2 separate regions of the Rattus norvegicus genome follow, and region 2 is linked to region 1. A link is a contact called in public Hi-C data. All regions are on one chromosome and are shown on one strand. The core of a region is the stretch at or near the end of the contact, and the rest is flanking DNA. Distances in the headings are between cores, read along the strand shown.

Region 1 (4,436 bases), core at 1,116-3,615:
ATATATAATATATTATTACATATAATATCTATTTATTGTGTTATATTGTTATATTATATATTATACATGTATACCTTATATTACATAATATATATGTATATTATATTATATGTCATATTAAAATATAAATGTAATATTCATACATTTATATGAATTTATAATATTTAACAATTATAAATTATAAATATATAATTATATACACTATATAATTTATATAAATATATTTTAATATAGAGGTACTATATTTTAAATAGTATGTATAGTATATATAATTAATGCATATAGGTATATATTTATATATACATTAAATATTGAATATGTATATTTAAGATCATGCTTCCCACCCAGGGAATTTCTAAAAATAACTACAAGCCATTCACATATTAGCTTCATAGCCACCACTGTTGTGTTGTGCCCATCAAAATCTCTTTTCTCTGAGGCTTCCTGAAGCCCCAACACCCTTACCTCTCTTGGTCACAGGGATGTGCTTTAATGCAAGGGCAAATTTCAATGTGACTCGAGTCATGTTGTGCTAACCTCTGTATCTTGCCGTAGTAGCTACTCGATAAAGGTGTGTTGGTCTGAAGTAATTAGGGAATAAATGGATGGGGGGAAAATGCTTAGCCATGAGGGAGATACAAGTCAAAACCATATTTCAGAATGGTTAGCGTTTAATTAGTTAATGATTAATAATTAATACAAGCAGAAGTGTTAGTGAAGCGTGGGGGTGGGGACGAATCTGCTTACACTGCTGGTGAGCACAAATCAGTGCAGCCCCTGCGGAACTCAGAGTTCACTGAAATGGGGAGCAGCCCCGCCGGGCTCAGTGGGAAGGGAGAGTGTGCCCGTGCATCAACAGAATGATTCGGTCTTCTGTTCAAACGTCTTCTTAAAATGCTATACCTTTGATTAAGTGGTGTTCTTTTAAATGTTGTACAATGTGGGTTCGAATCTTAGTTCCACCTACTACCCATGAGACTTCAAACAGGTTATAAAGCTCAATATACCTCACCCAACTAGATGAGACCAGTAGTTTCCTGTAAAAATGTCACGGGGATTCAGCAATGTCACAAACAATGAGTCCCAGCCCTGTGCCTGGTACTTGCTAACTAGCTAATCAGTAGTAGTGTATCAAGATGTCCCTGCTGTCTCTGTGTTCAGACACCACCCTAAGGGCTAAAGGATTTTGTCTTGCACTCAGGCAGATAAACAACTCACTCTGATATGTTTTGATAAGATAGGACCACAAAGCTATAGGAACCAGGGTGAGTCAATTCCTAGAAAATGTGGTCTCTTCACGGAGCTTCAGAGTTTAAGTAGGATTTCATCAGGACAGAATAGGCTAGACATTCCAAGCAGACATTCCTACATCAAAGAAAGGCTAGGAGGACCCAGCAGGGTGAGGTTGGGCTGCGGCTCCTCCCGCTTCATTTTCTAGTAGCCTGCAGAGAATCGCTTTCTTCTTTCTTCTGGGCTCAGCAAACCTAGCCAGGGGCGAGGGGCTGATAGGAAGCTCCTTCCAAGGACAGAGAGTGTGGGACCCTCACAGACTCACTGCTGCCTCTCTGATGTGGGGGACACCAGGCCGAGTGCACCCTTCAGTCATCTAACGTGTCTGACTGCTGGTGGAAAGGGCAGAATTGCTAAGAGCCCAGCAAGGGAAATGGTGGGAAAGAATTCTTCTTAGAAACCTGGGCCAGCCTTCCCAAAAATCTCAGGACAATCCACAGTCGCTTGGCAGCCTGGCTGAGGTGGCCCAGCAGCTGAGGCAGTGCCAGCAAGCCTCCCATGCAGCTTTTCGCCACAAAGTCCCTGTTTCTTTTGGGTGCCAGCCATCTCCACAAGTCACACATGAGGTTTAGTACCAGAAGCGGAAAGTCACACAGACTGTAATACTTACGACCTTCCAAACATAAGCCTTCGCCTCCACGACTGGCAAGGAGATGCAGGGGTGGGGGTGGGGGAATAATGCCTGGCTCTGGGGAATTGTAGATGCAGCTGTGTATTTATTTATACATTTGGGGAAAGGGCATTCCGGGGATGTAATCATCTCATCGCCGGTGTAATTTGGGGCTGAAACTTGTAACTGTGCTAACGTTCCCTGCATTTTCTCCAACCCCTTATTTCAATCAAGAAACCAAGCTTCGTCTTTCTTATCCAGAGCTTTGGTAAAGTGGAGAGCAGACTCCTTACCAGAACAATAGAGACCAGAGGCATGGGGCAGGAAGAGCAGTAAGTTAAAAATGCACTTCCAGACACTGGCTCCATGCTCGCCAAGGATTGCTGGGACCAGAACTTAGACCTGAAGGGAATACAGAGAGCCCAGCCAGCTGCCTAGGCCAACAGCTAACTAGGCAGTACTTAAAGACAACTCAGAACTCAACGAGACTCTCCATGACTTAGTACCGACATCTCCCGGTCAAGACAGAGTCCTTCAAATGACTGAGCTGGAATTTCCTCCTAGACAAATAAAACAGGGACTAAATGAGCACTCTTTGCCAGTAAAAGCAGCCTTTCCTCTCACTCCCACGTGGAGAGCTTGTGACTGCCCCCGCCTGAGGAAACTGTAATGAACCTTCCTGAATGAACCTGGCCAGACACTTGTGATCTCAAGGCCCACTGCCTGGTCCTCATTGCTTCTAAATTCCCAAGTTCAAGTCCCAAAGAAGAGGTACAAAGTGAGATCGATAAGAAGGTGTACTTACATCCCAAGAAAAGGTACATATACTTAGATTCCAATCTATAAGGACAGAAGTCTAGGGACTATGTTTGGGAATGGACATTAAGAATATGGGGTGGGGGAAGAGGTAGAGGGGAGATTGGGAGGAGAGGTAGGAGAAAAACTGAGGTCGGGGATGTAATATATGAAAGAATAAGTTAAACACACTGAACTGGAAGAAGAACGAATATAGATGAAGTTAGATGAGGCCCAATTGGTTGTCGTGGTCTGCAAAGCAGAGATTCTGCATTTAGTGCTGTGGTTTGCTGAGGAAAGGTTCCAGGTAGAGGGTCTGCAAAGACATGCACCATGGAGGAAAGGTAGCTCTGATGTCGGAACTATGTTTCCTTTCCTCTTTTGTTTCAATAATGGGGACTGTTACCTCTGTCTCCTGCATGCCAGACAAGCTTTGTACCCCTGCACTCCAGTCCTTTTAAACCTTCTGTTTGGAAGTGAACAAGGGTCTCATTGCACTTTCCAGGATGACCTTGAATTCACTCTGCAGCCCAGGCAAGCCTTGAACTTGTAACCTCCCTGCAGGAAGAGGCAATACCGCATCCCTAGGGGCTCTGCAGAGAGCAATACCACTGTGGAAGGTCAGAAGAATGCTGGTCCTGCCTCATTCCTGCCTCATCTTCAGCTTGCTTATTTAGCAGATTCGGAGAACAGACAGCGTAGAGAGTGACAGTGGATCATAATAACCTTAGTCAGGTTATGGCTCCAGGGTAGCTGAGCTTCAAGATGTGGCAGCATGTGCCCCGATACCACTGTGGTATGCGACTCCTGAGCCAGCAATGCTTTTGTCTCAACCATAAAAGACAAGGAGGAGGAGGAAGAGGAATAGGAGGAAGAAGAGGAGGAGGAGGAAGGGGAGGAGAAAGAGGAGGAGGAAGAGGAGGTGGAAGAGGAGGAGGAAGAGGAGGAGGAAGGGGGAGGAGGAGGAATAGGAGGAGGAAGGGGAGGAGGAAGAGGAGGAGGAAGGGGGAGGGAGAAGGGGAGGAGGAAGGTGGAGGAGGAAGGGGAAGAGGAAGAGGAGGAGGAAGAGGAGAAAGAGGAGGAGGAAGAAGGGGAGGAGGAAGGGGAGGAGGAAGGGGAGGAGGAGGAGGAGGCCCTCGCCTCACCCCACATACAATTCAAAATGGAGGACAGATTTGTTTATTCTTTCTTCATGTATTTCATGTGTTTTGCTTACATGCACACGTGTATACCATATGAATAAGTGCTCCCTGTGGACATCAGAGGAGAGCACTGGATCCTCTGGAACTAGAATTACAGGTAGGTGGGTGCCGAGAGCTGAACCTGGGTCTTCTGCAAGAGCAGCCAGTGCTCTTAACCGCTAGGCCATCTCTCCAGCTCCACGATTCAAGATGAATAATAATCAAAATTTAAATCATAAGACTATAAACGTTCTAGAAAAAAACAGATGCCACCACCTTGGGTTATGTAAACATTTGTTAGCCATGACACCAAAATCATGACCTATAAATTTTAAGTGTGACATTGGCCTTTATCAAAATCAAGCTTCGCTACTCCAAAGGAGCCATTAAGAAAATTAAAGGATGCATTCCACATTTCAAAAAAAAAGGACTCACTTTAAAGAAATGTTAAAAGTTTGGGGGGACACATATGGTTAGCAAGATTTAAACTTATACAACATGTTATGTATCAAAATAAATACAAGATTTCACCATTGGCATGTATAATTTTTATGTTTGAT
Region 2 (4,436 bases), core at 936-3,435, 94 kb before region 1:
ACAAACAGGGAGGAAGGAGAGGACAAACACTCAAAGTTGTCTTCAGACACACACAATGGGGAACACACACACACACACACACACACACACACACACACACAAATAAAAATAAAACAAAGAATTTTTGAAGACTAAAAATCTAGTTTAGTGGTAGAGCACTTAACCAGCACGTGCAGTGCCCTACGTTCACTCTCTAGTAACACAGGCACGCATGTCAATAATGACTGTTTACTGTGGTAACATGTAGTAAACCATGTCTTGCTTCTTATATAATACATATGTCCATGAGTTAAGATCCAGCAACCCTTCCATAATATCACAAATAACGATAGAAACCCCATCCAATTCAGAATCCATGTTCGCACTCCTTGAAGGCCATACTACCCATGAGGGATTTCCATTTAAATGTGAGCTTCTTAGTTTTGCTAGTGAGTGCATTATGTAGCTCTTTAAAGACAAAAATAGCTGTAGTTTCTTACAAAGTCCACATTTCTTAGAAGAGACACTTTCCTGGAAATAGTGTAGTCCAGAGAGGTTTTGAATAAGTGGTTACACACACAGAGCATGTGGACATTTCACAGCTTGTCCAACTGTTCTATTTGTGTAAAGAAGTATTCTAAAAACTTCTTAAACTCTATCCTATCCTCATTACTTAGGGTAGAAATCTGGTTTGGTTTGGTTTGGTTTTATTCTAGGAACGTCAGTGGGATGATCTCAATGCTACTACAGAAGATCTAACTTTTGACAGTGGGGTCTCAGATGCTATAATCTCAGACGCCAGTGTCTCAAGAGATGCACAGCGCATCGGTCCAGCCCTGGTACCAGCAGCCTTGAGTACCCCTCAGCTCCCAGCTGGGTTCTACTCGGACACCAGTACAAGGTCCCCTTGGAGCATTCCTCTGTGCACAGTGGTGTTTCTATCCCTCCTCAGATCTCAAAGAACCAGAAGAAAGGCAGAGAATTAGAGTACCCGTTGCTATAAATGCTATCCATGTACCAACATGAGCAATGTCACCAACTTGCTAATCAGACAAGTTGTCCTGATTTAGCTTGCACCTGCAGGGGTGAAAAGCAAAGATTTGAAGATGACGTAGTCTTTTTTTTTTTTCTGCTGTGACAAGATGCCTGATGCTGAATGTCTTTAGAAGTGAAGGGGGTCCATTTAGCTCGGAGTTTGGAAGACTGGAAATCCTAGATCAAGCAGTTCTATGTGTTTGCCTCTGGGAAGGGTCTTCTGGCTAAGTCACAGCATGGTAAGTGGCGTCTTGGTTTAGAAGAGTGTGTGGGAGCAGCAGTAGTAGTACAGGCAGAGATGATCAAGCCATGAGAGAAGCAGTGAGAGAGAGTTCAGGTGGGGCCCACACTCGCCTCTCTGTAGCAAATCACCCTTGTAGAAGATACTCTACTTCCTCGAGTTCTAATCCTCTGAGCCCCACTTCCCGAATGCCTACCACTTTTCAGTATGGTTGCACCGGGACCCAGGATAGGAGGTTTTGAGAGACACTCCCTGTTCAAAGCCAGGATTCATCGCTGTGTCCCCGGGCCTGTTGTCTTTCTTTGCTTCTGCAGCAACTAAGAATGAATGTCAAAGAAGGAGAGAAGGACCGTGTTAATTATCATTCTCATCTCCGGGACAAAACGCTGACGTAAACACCATACAAGAGACAGGCTCTATTTTAGCTCACATTCACAGAGGGTTCTCATGACTGGGGCTTCTGGGTAGTAGGGAGGTAGGGCATCCTCGCAGTGAAAACATGTGGCATGATCTGTTCCCTTTAAGATACAGGGGATGTGGCCAGAAACTAGGCATAGCCCTCAGTCCTCGGAGATGTCATGACTCCAGCTCATCCTATGAGGCCAACTCTTACGGCCACAAGCTGGTGACATGGCTTTTCTGGCTGATCTTCCGCTATTGGATGGATGGTGGTAGGGGATTCTTGAGAGTGTCTTCTGGGAGTCCCTGGGATCAGACAAAATCTCCACTTCTGTCGCAAGGTCTGTAAACATCCTCATACTTGGACAGCAACGCTGGCATGGATAGCCTACTTAATCACTACCCCACCCCTCTGAGGAGAATGATGATTTCAGCCACTTGAGAAGAGAAACAGCCGTGACCCTTCCTGCAAGGCTGCCGATAACTCATTCCTTATAAGGAGAGGACAAACACCGGCCCCACGCTCAGGGCTCAGGAATGCACCTCTGTGTGAGTGCACCTGGTGATTGGACTTTACACCTGAGGGCGGTCGCTCCTGTGGGTAGCAGAATGGGGGACAGCTCCCTTCCCACTGAGGAAAGCAGGAGTAATTACAGGGGGTAATCACAGCCATAAAGATTCTGAATCAGCACCACAGTTACATTGAACTCGAAGAGGGACTCTTTTGCAAGCTAGATCTTTGCGTTATGTAAGAAACACGCTTCCTGTCCACTGAAACACCGTCTTCACAATGATTTACTTATTTGACCAAAAACAAAGCTCAACATACACGGGATCAACGGCAAGCCACCAGTAACTCTAGCTATTCTTCATTCAAATGCTCAGCAAGCCTGTACTTAGGGTCAGTTAACATCTCTACTAACTCAGTAACTAAACCGTTACTGGAGACAGTATTGAAGCTTAGGCCATTTGCTTGTGTTCTCTCAGTTAGTAAGAAACAGAGCTATGAAGCCACATCTCGCTGACTCCATAACCATCAGAAACCCTCCAGAGGAGCTACAAATCCCCTAAAGGTCCCAGGAGACAAGGGGCCTCTGGGCTGTGCAGTATGAAGGTTGAGTTCAGCCTCTCCAATGTGCTTCATGAGGATTTCCCAGAACTTAGGGACCAAATGGTATGTTTTCTGTGTGTGTGTGTGTGTGTGTGTGTGTGTGTGTGTGTGTGTGTGTATCTCTGTGTGTGTCTGTGTGTGTGTCTATGTGCATCTATGTCTGTGTGTTTGTGTGTATCTGTGTCTGTGTGTGTATCTGTGTCTGTGTGTGTGTCTGTGTGTATCTGTGTCTGTGTGTGTATCTGTGTCTGTGTGTGTGTCTCTGTGTGTATCTGTGTCTGTGTGTGTCTGTGTGTACTGTGACTGTGTCTGTGTCTCTCTGTGTGTGTATGTATGTGTGTGTATCTCTGTGTGTGTCTGTGTGTCTGTGTGTCTCTGTGTGTGTATGTGTCTGTGTGTGTCTCTCTGTGTGTGTATGTGTCTGTGTGTATGTGTATCTGTGTCTGTGTGTGTCTGTGTGTGTGTGTGTATGTGTGTGTGTGTTTTACAGGTTCACATGCAGGTATGTGCATATACATGTACAGGCTAGAGGACAACATTGCCTGTTACTCCTCCACAGTGTCCCTCAGTGGTGACTAGGTTAGGCTAGGCTGGCTGGACAAGATGCCCAGGTGCCTTGCCTGCCTCTGCCTCCCAGAGCTGGGATTACAAATGCACAACGCCACTCCTGCCTTTTACTTTTTCAGAAGTGGATTTTGGAAAGTGTCAGGGAATACTTCTTTACTGCCTTAGCTATAGAACCCTGTATTTTCTTCTAACTGCTTTCCTTCTAATCACTCGGAAAAATACAGAACCAAAAGCCAATCAATCACTGTAGCTTTCTTCCTCACTTGACACTGGAGAGCCCAGCTGCAGGGCTGTCTGAGGTCTTTCTGTGAAATGCACCATGCCTCAGCCTCCCTGCTGAGTTGGCCTGCCAGCCTGTCCTCTGGCTGTTCTCACAAGCCACCCAGGCTGCACCCTTTGGCTGCCCTCCCCCACATTCAATGTGCGGTTGTCCAGACAGTCTGCCCTGCCATGACCCCATTTCTTTATTTACTGTGTACTTATTGCATATGCAGGATGCAGTGCTGAGCTCCTGGGGTTAAGACAGTGATCTCTGCCCTCCCGGAGCAGACGCTCAGGACTGGAGAGTAAATAGCCACTGGTGTATACAATCAATCACTTTACTGTGATTATATAAGCCCTTCAGGAATTGCAAAATTGCTAAGGGTGTGAGTGCCTGACAGAAACCGGGACGAAGGCCTTCTTCAGTCTAGAATGGAGGAGATACCTCTTCCGGGAAGAAGCGAAGATGGCCGAAGGGCTCAAACAGAGAGGTGGCAGAGTAAGGCCAAGAGGTCATCCAGGAAGGACCTATGTGGAGCCATCTTCATAATTCTGGACATTATCTTACAAATGAAGAGATTACATTGAAGGGTTTCCATGGTAACCCTGTGCATGTGCAGAAACAGAGAAGCAATGAATGATGCATATGCCAATGGATTCTTAATGGTGCTAAGAATCAGTGAGGAACTACCTATAGGAACCTCTGGACTCTCTCTCTCTCTCTCTCTCTCTCTCTCTCTCTCTCTCTCTCTCTCTTTCTCTCTCTCTCTCTGTCTGTCTCTCAAATGAGCTAAGTTGGCAGTAACTTGAAAGTGGGTTTTGGGGATAGCCTGAGCTTGAATT

The links. A called contact is a pair of places that touch in the nucleus more often than the background predicts.
Region 2: a contact with region 1 is called in a Hi-C map of liver, with 2.9 times the contacts expected there. The contact joins two enhancer-like sites. A contact is called at or near these places in 2 of 12 Hi-C or Micro-C datasets (both in liver).

What each region holds. Positions count from the first base shown.
Region 1 is chr2:212,334,035-212,338,470 of GRCr8, reverse strand. No RefSeq gene overlaps it. Among named protein-coding and RNA genes, the nearest start is that of Slc44a3, 24 kb to the right of the region's middle. Within about 2 kb of position 2,365, at least 28 of the 93 cell types and tissues checked have an H3K27ac peak or open chromatin away from gene starts, as enhancers often do. A contact at or near this core is called in liver, where this site is marked.
Region 2 is chr2:212,427,435-212,431,870 of GRCr8, reverse strand. No RefSeq gene overlaps it. Among named protein-coding and RNA genes, the nearest start is that of F3, 82 kb to the left of the region's middle. Within about 2 kb of position 2,185, at least 7 of the 93 cell types and tissues checked have an H3K27ac peak or open chromatin away from gene starts, as enhancers often do. A contact at or near this core is called in liver, where this site is marked.